Regions from separate parts of the Sus scrofa genome. Here region 2 is linked to region 1. A link is a contact called in public Hi-C data. All regions are on one chromosome and are shown on one strand. The core of a region is the stretch at or near the end of the contact, and the rest is flanking DNA. Distances in the headings are between cores, read along the strand shown.

Region 1 (5,035 bases), core at 1,627-4,126:
AAATTTGTGGCAGGTGTCTTTGTCCTTATCATGTGCTTTTAACTTCATTTCTGACTTAGTTTTGCTTTTAAACTCAGGTTTCTTATAAACTATGCTATCCCATCACATTTCCTTTCTGCCGTAATGGTTTGTGCCATAAGGTATTGTATAAACAAATAAATAAATAAATAAATATTGATCCAAATAGGAAACAACTAAATGAGATAAAAATGCTATCAGAGGAGTTCCCGTCGTGGTGCAGCGGAAATCATTCTGACTAGGAACCATGAGGTTGCTGGTTTGATCCCTGGCCTTGCTCAGGGGGTTAAGGATCCGGTGTTGCCGTGAGCTGTGGTGTAGGTTGTAGACACTGCTTGGATCTGGTGTTGCTGTGGCTGTGGTGTAGGCCAGTGCCTACAGCTCCGAATAGACCCCTAGCCTGGGAGCTTCCATATGCCACGGGTGCAGCCCTAAAAAGACAAAAGACAAAAGACCAAAAAAAAAAAAATGCTATCAGAGAACACAGGGGCAGGTTTCACAGAGGAGTTGATATCTGGTTAGGAGCAAGAGGGAAAATGGCATTTTAGGCAGAATTCAAAGCATGGAGACAGGATATTTGATGTTCTGTTGGAAAAAGCATTTGGTTAAAATGTAGCCACTTGAGGAAATTGGTGACAGATAGGCTGAACAGATGAACTGCAGATTATGAAAGATTTTGAAAGATATGCTAACAGGGTTAGGTTTTATCATGTGGAAGACTAGTTGGATGGGTACTGAGCAATGAAAAAATATAACAAATGGAAAACGGAAAAATTGAAAAACTGAATATTCTGTAGGGAGAAGAGCCTTTTTGCTAAGAGTGGCTCCTTCCAATGATTTGTTAGAATCACGCTCTTACAAGAACATACCTGTGTTACCTGCACTTGGAGGTCGATGTGTTACACCAGGAGACATACTATTCCTCTGCAGAGACGGGTGGGCCAGTGGCAAAAGGTTGGGGTTTCCCAGTGAGCTGACAGGGTTGCTGTATACCAAACTGTTGTGGCTGGACACTGGGATGGAGACTGGCATCTCAAAGTTGGGAGGTGGAACAGCCTGAAGGAGCAGGAAAAAAAAAAAAAAAGCATGAGTAAAAGAAAAGCATAGAAAGAAAAGCCCTTAAAGTACAGGTAGCATTGCCTTTACCAAGAAAAATTTCAAATTCCAAACTGCTTGGTGTCTAGAAGACCATTAAGAGCTCTGAAGATGTTCGGATCATAAATTGATTTCTTTAATGTGCTTAGAACTCTTTCTCTGCAATTATTAGAAAACGTTTCACTTTTGTTTAAAACAAAGCCCCATTTTATTAGACTCCATTGTCTTTGAATTTCATTCTATTAAGTAGTAATTGTTCATTTTTGGTATCTGGATCTGGTGCCAGAAATGACTGCAAGATCAAAGGTACATGATTGTGATGACTTCACAGAGAAAAAGGATTAAAATGCAAACCAGAGCCTTTGGTTTAATTGCTTATTGAAGTATATTTATGCAGAAGTTTAATGATATAAAATCATCTCCATGCGTGTGAATAGCACATATACTTTAATTATTATAAAGTCTGTCTTTTGAAAGTAACTCTAAAGATAATAGACATTTCAAAAAACAGGATTGAACAGAGCATGTATCATTCAATAATTCATATTTTACAATGATAGTTCAGAATATATGTTACACTTCACATTTTGGGATATGCTGACAGTGACAAATGGCAACACCTATATATCCAACGAGAGAAGTGGCAAATATTTAGTGAACTGAGGCCATGTGGATGTCTAATTGGAGTAATTCAGGTCCCAATTATTGATTTTTTGGTTTCATTTTGGCAATTTAATCTGACTCCTGCTAATTTTTCTGCTTGCACTAACTAGATAATCATAGTTTTAATTCCTTTCCTCCTTTTTTATTTTTAACATTATAAATGAAAATATGGTATGAACATATTGCCCTGAGGACTCATGATGTCAAGAGTATACAGCATTCTTAATATAAAATGGATATATGTGTGAGTGTGTATGCATATGTGTGAATCTAATATATATTTTAAAGACAAGGGTTTATATAAAACATTCCCTCAGGGATTTCCTAAGCCACTGAGCAAATTTAAATGCATGTGTGCATGTGGCTCAAAGTTTTCTTTTCTCACTATATTTTCTTATAATCCTAACATTAAGCTTGTTTTATGGGTTGGTCAGCCGGCCTTCATCACATGTCGTGCTCTGCAACAGCTCTATGTTCATCCTGGTGATGATTACAATACTGTGCTCCTTTTATGCTTCTGCTCTCTTTTTCTTTATTTTTCCTATTTTCTGCTTTGGACATGGCCAGACAGGTGAGAGCAAATGTGTCACAGCTCTTTTCATTTACATGTCTTTGGTTCTCATTGTTTTAGAGGGAAATAAAAATGTTCACACACTCTATTAACACAGTCATTCTTTATTAGGCTTGATCTGTTGGAAGCAGAGTAACAAAAAATAATTTTGGGTAAACACCCTGATATAATGGAATGTAAACATTTGATAAGACATCAAAGAATGAATATATCCCCTGATTCCCAGAGCCTTTAAACAACAACAAATATTAGAGTATGCTATAAAATAAATGTCTGGAACCAACAAAATATTGTATTCCCTTGTTAAATGGCCAAATAGGAATTACTCTAGCACGGCTAAGAAAACAAAATAACCGTCCAGGTCTTCCCCATTTGCTCCTGCTGCCCCCCAATCCACTGGCCAGCCTCTTCACTGCTCTGGGCCCAGGAGGCTGACCCTTCTGACTGCATCCTCCAGGTTCTGCTGGCTCTCTGGCTTCAGCTGAGCCAGTGAGGCACTGGCAGAAGGACAGAGAATAGGAAAGAGGTCAGTATTTTTCTACTGTAGCATTCCTCTTATTGGGCCACTGGATGGCAGAGGCTGCATTCCCTTCGTGAAGGCTACACTTCTGTCTTTTTTTTTTTTTTTTCTGCCACATGGGGCATGTGGAAGTTCCCAGGGCAGGCATCCAACCCTCTCTGCAGCTGTGACCTTAACCCGCTGCACCACAAGGGAACTTCCGGCCACACCTCTTTTGGGGTCCTCTTTCCTCCAAGATGTAGATCTTGCTGTGCTCTGGTAATTTCTTCCTCCTCTTGCTCCTTCAGATTTAGATGTGCTAACGGCTTCCAGGCTGGAAGCCCTAATGTACTTCACTATTTCTGGAGTTTCCCCAAACTCTATCCATCTGTAAATAGTCCTTTTACTAAACTCTCAATTACCCATGTGGGCTTGCCATCTGTTTCCCACTGGAGCCATAATAGCGACTCTCTAGATCCAGAACAGTGGTACTCTACACCAGTGGACTATCTCCTAAGGGAACAGTTTGGATATTTGTGGGTGTCACAATGACTGGGGGTAGGGCTGACATTTTCTGGTTGGGTGGGAAAGTGTGCTGAATATCCTATCATAGGTGGCACAGTTCTACACATCAAAGAATCGTCTTTTACCCCATCCAACTTTCAGATGCCCCAGTGGACATTCATGTGTATGAAAAACTTGTTTAATAATAATCTGCAAACACAAGCTATTTTTTATACACTGAAACAAAGATTTTATTATACACTGAAATTTCCAGAAATGCAATTACTGTGTATGCTGAGGGAATGTTCCACTTTGTTTGGTATGGAATTTTATTAAAAATTATTCACCACTCTGGAAAATCATGTCACCAATGACAATTCTGTTCCTGTGTCTGGGGTTGTAAATATGGCATGCTGCTTGCTCTCAAATGACTCCATGAAAAACTTTTCCTCATCACTGAAAATGCTCTTGTCAGTCAGGAATGACCTTTAGGTTGCTAAATCCAGTGGTAACTTCTCAGTCCTCAACTGGGACACAGCTGATCACTCCTTGTAAACTTCCTCTCCTTCCCGGGCCCTGAACTCTTCCCTCTTGTTTTCAAAGAAGGCTCTTTTTCAGCCCCTGTGGCTGGTTCTTCCCTTTACCCCCTGATCTCTGAATGTAAAAGGAACACAGTCTTTCTCTTATCTCCAGCTCCAATTTTTCTCCTGATTCCAACCTTGCATATCCAGCTACAGCCTCAGTATTTCTACCAAAATGTCTACCTCATACACATCTCAAAATTAGTTTCAGTCTAGCTTTCCCCATTGCCACCGATGACAGCTCAAAATGCTTTCATTTGCACAGAATAAACTCCTTGGAGTCACCCTGAGTCTTCTCTTTTTCTCACATCCCACATTCAGCCTAACAGGAAATCCTATTGGCTTAACTTCCAAATACAGTCTCCGACCCCCTCTCACCTTCTAATGGCAACCACCCTGGTTCTAGTACCATCATCTCTTGCCTTGATCACCACAGTCACCTCTCGATAGTCACCTCCTTCTATCCTTATCCTCCTTTTTGTTTTCAACCCAGCAACCAGATAGATCCTTTAAAAGGATAAGTCAGATGATGGCACTTCTCTATTCCCTGCAAGAGCACCCACCTTACTTGGAGTAAAGCCTGACTTCTTCCAGTGTTCCACAGGGCTCTGAAAATTCCAGTTTTCTCCAGGCTCCATTATCTGATTTCCTATCATCCTCATCCTCCCGCCCTCAGGCTTGTCTCATTTCCATGGCTAACTCCATCCCTTCCTTCAAATTTCTGCTCAAAATCTGGTTTTCTCAAAGAAGCCCACCATGACCACTCTATTTAATCCTGCTCCTGCTCCCACCCATCTCCTGATCTCATTCCCTTGTGTTTCTTTACCTTCTTTTATAAGATCAGTTATGATGTTGGCCAAATAATGTCCTTTTCATCAGGATGCTAAAGCTCTCTTGCTGTGAGGTAATATGTAGCCTAGTCTATGTTTTATTATAGTGAATGAATATTTTTATTCAAGGAATTTTTAAGAAGATACTAAATTAATACCAAAATACAAGCTTACAACTTACTGTTTATTATTTATTAAGCAGGCACTGAACTATAATTTACATACTTGATCTGACTGAACCCTTCCAACCATGTCCCTTCATGATAGATTCTTC
Region 2 (5,040 bases), core at 2,049-4,548, 650 kb after region 1:
CACTTAATGCTCAGTGGAGAAGGAGTCTGAAAAGACTTCTTATGAAAAATAAAGACTTTGGTCAAAATAATGTATAGAGCTAATCAAAGTTGCAGTTGTAATGTCAAAATGCCTTAACACTGGAATCTCGGTGATCAAAGTGTACTGGTTCCATTGAAAACCTTGCTATCAGGGAGTTCCCTTCATGGCTCAGCAGTAATGAACCTGACTAGGATCCATGAAGATGGGGGTTCAATTCCTGGCCTCGCTCAGTGGGTTAAGGATCCAGCATTGCTGTGAGCTGTGGTATAGGTCTCGGACACAGCTTGGATCCTGAGTTGCTGTGGCTATGGTACAGGCTGGCAGCTGTCACTTCAATTTGACCCCTAGTCTGGGAACTTTGAAATGCTGCAGGTGTGGCCCTAATAAGCAAAAAAAAAAAAAAAAAAAGAAAAAAGAAAACCTTTCTCTCAAGCTGATAAAAATCAGTCCTCAGATTTTGAAACAACAATCTATTCTGAACTGAACTGCATCTCTCCTAAATTCATATTTTGAAGCTTTAGCTTCCAGTGTGAGGTTACTTAAAGATGTCACCTGTGGGTGATAATGAGGTTCAGATGAAGTCCTGAGAATAGTGCCCTAGTGATGGGATTAGTGCCCTTGTAAGTAGAGATACCAGAGAGCTTTCAATTTCTGCCAGGAACACAAGAAAATAAATTTCCATTGTCTAAGCCACTTAGTCAATGGTATTTTGTTATGGTAGCCCAAGCTGATTAAGACAGTCATTGACTTTTTTCCCCCCATCATGTGGCATGTGTATAGAATAATATTCAATTGTAATCTAATTTAAGATTTTGAAACTTTTATAAACAAAACAAAATCCTACTCTCTATAAGGTTTGAATAGTAATAAAAAAGTAGGAAAAGAAAGAAGAAAAAGGAAGGAATAGTCATTTATAAAATTTTAAACATTTTGCAAAAGTCTTAGATAAGAATAATACCAACTGAAGTTCACTGATCTTTTACTATGTTCCTAGCATCTTCCCAAACTACTGCATTTAATCCTCACAGTAACTCTATGAGGTAGGTGAAAGAGTATGGCTATCTTCTTTTCAAAAGAAAAGAAAAAAACAAAAAAAAAGAGCCAGGGAGGGAAAATAAAACTTACTTAAGACTATTCCTTAAGCCAACGAAAGAGCTAGGATCATGCTTCTATAGCATCCGATGCTTTGTAAGAGTTCCCTAAATAAAAATATTTCCCTATTTTTTTTTTTTTACTTCTATATGAAACTACACTTACCTAAAATATTTCATACTAGTATTTACTCACTACCTCTAAGTCTTGAATTGGAGACTGTAAAGCAGTAGGGGTAGAAGGTAATAAATATATATAATGTCTAGGATAAGGTTTAGATTTTACACTTTCTAAATTATGTTCATTGCAGCATTATTCACAATATCCAACATATGGAAACAACATAAATGTCAAAATGTCCTTCATTGGATGTATGGATAAAGAAACTGTGATATATATAAATATATGTATAAATACACACACACACATTTACACACACTGAAATACTATTTAGTTTTTAAAAAGAATGAAATTCTGGAATCCTGTCATTTTCAACATGGATTAAGCTGGAAAACATTGTGCCAGGTGAAATGAGCAAGACATAGAAAGACAAATCTTCTATGTACAAAATCTAAAATAGTCAAACTCATAGAAACAGGGTAAGACAGTGATTGCCAAGGTCCTATGGGGAGGGAAAAGGGGGTGGTGTCAGCAAAGGGTACATAGTCTGAGTTGTGCAAGATGAAAAAGGTCCACTCTACAGCATGGTGATTACAGTTAACAATACTATATTATACAGTGAAATTGGCTAAGAAGATAGATTTTAAATGAAGTCTTCTTACCACACCCACACAAGAGGTGATGGACATGTTAATTAGCTTGATTGTAATGCTCATTTCACTATGTATATGTATATCAAAACATCAATTTGTACACCTTAAATATGTACAATTTTTATGCCATTGATATCTCAAGAAAGCTGTTGAAAACTTATTTTTCTGACATGCCCATCATCTCATTCACCTCTGGTTACTCTTCTATCCTGCGGAACCCACAATGAAGATCTAGTGTCTTGATTAATCCAAGTGAAAATGAGGAATTTTTAACCCTCACAGTATCTTTGTTCTTTCTGATTAGTTTTTTTTTAAAGCTGTCTCTCCAAAATGAGTGGTAACTTTCAAACTTAATTTAAAAAGAAAAAGAAAAAGAAAAAGGAAGTATAATCATCTTCTAAGTGTAAGTCTGACAGTTTAGGTGCTCTGTCATTTCCTAGAGCAAGTCAGAAACACCTACTCCATGGATCCCAGGCAGTTTTACACTAAACTGTTTTTATTAATGAGAGCTCATTCAACCCCTCCAGTCTCTTGGCGGGAGCAGTCATAGAACTGGGTGGCTTGTGCCTGATTTAGATCAGCACATTGCGTGGCTATAGGATAGTGACACACTTCCTTGGGGCTCAGGATTGTGGAGGCAAGAGAATTTTACTAGGTAGCCCTTGTGGAAATCTGTGGTTTTCTACTTTTTCCAGGAACTGAAGGGCAACAAGAGTGAGTTGATCCTGACTGGAGACGTTGCCCAAAGGTCCATTAACAGGAGAGTATGTCTAGGGCAGAGCTGGCCATGCCTGCCAGAGGCCAGCCAGCATTCATGTGGTTTATCAAGATCATCCCTATGAATGTCACTGAGTAAACAGCACTTAAACTTCTTAAAATATCTCCTAAAAAACTAAAAGGAAATTGCACCAAGCATGGCATCTGGGAGTGAGGTACACAGCTGCTGAAGGCAGGAAACTTAAAGTGGCCTCTCCTCCCGCCACCACGAGCCGATTAGATTCCTTTCTGTATTTTTTAAGGTCTCATGATAATATATACAGATGAATGCAGAGTCTCAGATTTCTGACTTTCTCTGTTTTCTAAGCAGCCTAATCCAATAAGCTTCAAACTTTCCATTGGTGGCTGGTCTGACGATGCAAGCAGAAGGAACAGGTTGGTAGTTTGAAGAAAAAAAAAGAAGAGGGGGCAGAACAACTTCCAATTGCTTACAATTTACAGTTGGCTAAGCAGTAAACACAACTTCTAGATGTGCCAGCCTCCTCAAAACTGGCCATTTTTATCTCACTGTCTCCACTAGCTGCTCAAAGCCATAACCCAAAGTGCCCTAACAGAAAACCACTGGAGGGTGTGGTCTCTGCTTGTACCGGGTAATGAACAGGGAAGCTATTTATTTCTAGGGCATCTCTGTTCAGTGACTCATGTTTCGACTGGAAAATTGGCCACAGCTTTCTAGCAGCTCTTTCCTGCCAGCTCTCCTGGCATCCTACCCAGTGCTTCCACAGCCCCTCCCCCTTTCTCCTTGCCTGGTCTGCTTTTCTATTCCTAAAGCCCCCACTTAATAATAGTCATTGTTCCACGTTAACCTTGAGGATCTGGGAGGAAGGACATTGAAGGGCGTAGCTGTGTGCTATAATGAGCATTTGGCTCTATAGCAGGTGGAAAAGGCTTTGGGGATCTGGGCAGATTAGGAGGAGAGGGGGCTCTAGCAGATGTTGAAGCAAGATGATGTATTGCTGCTCACTCTGGGATTCAGACAATACCAGTGCAAAAGTAGAACAGGGAAAAGGGGGAAAAATTGATCCCTTTTGATACAAACTGGGCTAGAAACCAGACACACTTGAAACTGAGCATTTAAGAAAGACAAATTTGTTTCTAGGCCCTGGGTTTTTGCCTGTCTATTTTTTTTTTTCCTAATGGCAGATCAATTGCCAAATTGTTATTTTAATTTGAATGTTAACTACCTCCAGGGCTTGACTTATTTCCCATCAGCTAAAGGTTCCTATTAGTCTGACTTCTTTGTAGTAAAAGAAAAATAGAAATAGAAGCGTCAAAAACTTCATTTTAGCATGTGTTCAGAGCCAAGAAGCCATTTAAAGCAAAGGTGAATGACATTTAATTAATGATTGATCTTACCATTTGAAGAAACATATAATTAAAGATATTATTGTGCTTTGCACTAGGCAATACAATATTAAAGAAAATACTGATATAAACAAATGTTCCATTCACTTTACAAAGAATCTTAATAGATATATGCTGAATATTACTAGTCCTTTAATACTTATTTCAGTGTTTTATGAAATTCTTGATATGGAGATGGAGATAAATTAAGTGCTATGGTTTGTAAGGTTATTCACATATATTTTTACATACACTTATAGCCACACACACACACACACACACACACACACACACACACACACACATATACATGCAAAAGAGAGCAATTGGAACAGCCAGAGGATGAGTGGTCTAAGAGGCCAAGGTAGAAGCTGCAAGCCTCCCTGATCCAGTCTTAGAAGTCATGAAGTATCCTTCCAATCTCATGTTACTGGATTTAGGAGTCACTAAGGCCAGCCCAGATTCCACAGGAAGGAGAAGACTCTCCATAACTTGATGGGAAGTAGTAAGGTTACCCCTCATCGGAGCATGTGAGATTGGAAACTGCAGTTGTAGCCATTTTTGGAAAATGCAATGTGCAGTATGTCTTTCTTACAACACATAACAACCAGTTCTTGCATTTTTTTTTTGTCATCTTTTTAAGGCCACCCATGCCATATGGAGGTTCCCAAGCTAGGGGTCAAATCAGAACTGTAGCTGCTGGCCTACACCACAGCCATAGCAACTCAGGGATCTGAGCCTCATCTGCAACCTACACCACAGCTCAAGGCAACACTGGATCCTTAGCCCACTGAGCAAGGCCAGGGATCAAACCTATGAATACTAGTCAGATTTGTTTCCGCTGAGCCACAATGGGAACTCCAAGTTCTTGTATTTTTTTTTTAATTAGTGCCTTACTCCTTACAAATCCTGAAGATAAAATTATGTGCCAATCACAAAAAAATCTATGCATACCTGTAGATTTCAAAAGCATTGATGATTGGTGGTGGTATTAAAGTTTATCTTTTTGAAATGTGATAAATCAGTTTACATT

Evidence for each region. Hi-C and Micro-C count contacts between places; a contact is called where the count stands out from the background.
Region 2: a Hi-C map of skeletal muscle shows a contact between it and region 1, with 3 times the contacts expected there. The contact joins two enhancer-like sites. A contact is called at or near these places in 5 of 47 Hi-C or Micro-C datasets (embryonic fibroblasts, fetal skeletal muscle, heart right ventricle and 1 more).

Annotation. Positions count from the first base shown.
Region 1 is chr2:96,154,820-96,159,854 of Sscrofa11.1, forward strand. It overlaps MEF2C (myocyte enhancer factor 2C), which reads right to left. Exons shown (of 9, transcript NM_001044540.1): 4 at 888-1,074. Among named protein-coding and RNA genes, the nearest start is that of MEF2C, 60 kb to the right of the region's middle. Within about 2 kb of position 2,877, at least 7 of the 83 cell types and tissues checked have an H3K27ac peak or open chromatin away from gene starts, as enhancers often do. A contact at or near this core is called in skeletal muscle, where this site is marked.
Region 2 is chr2:96,804,458-96,809,497 of Sscrofa11.1, forward strand. All of the region lies in intron 4 of LOC110259422 (a long non-coding RNA gene), which reads right to left. Among named protein-coding and RNA genes, the nearest start is that of MEF2C, 590 kb to the left of the region's middle. Within about 2 kb of position 3,299, at least 16 of the 83 cell types and tissues checked have an H3K27ac peak or open chromatin away from gene starts, as enhancers often do. A contact at or near this core is called in skeletal muscle, where this site is marked.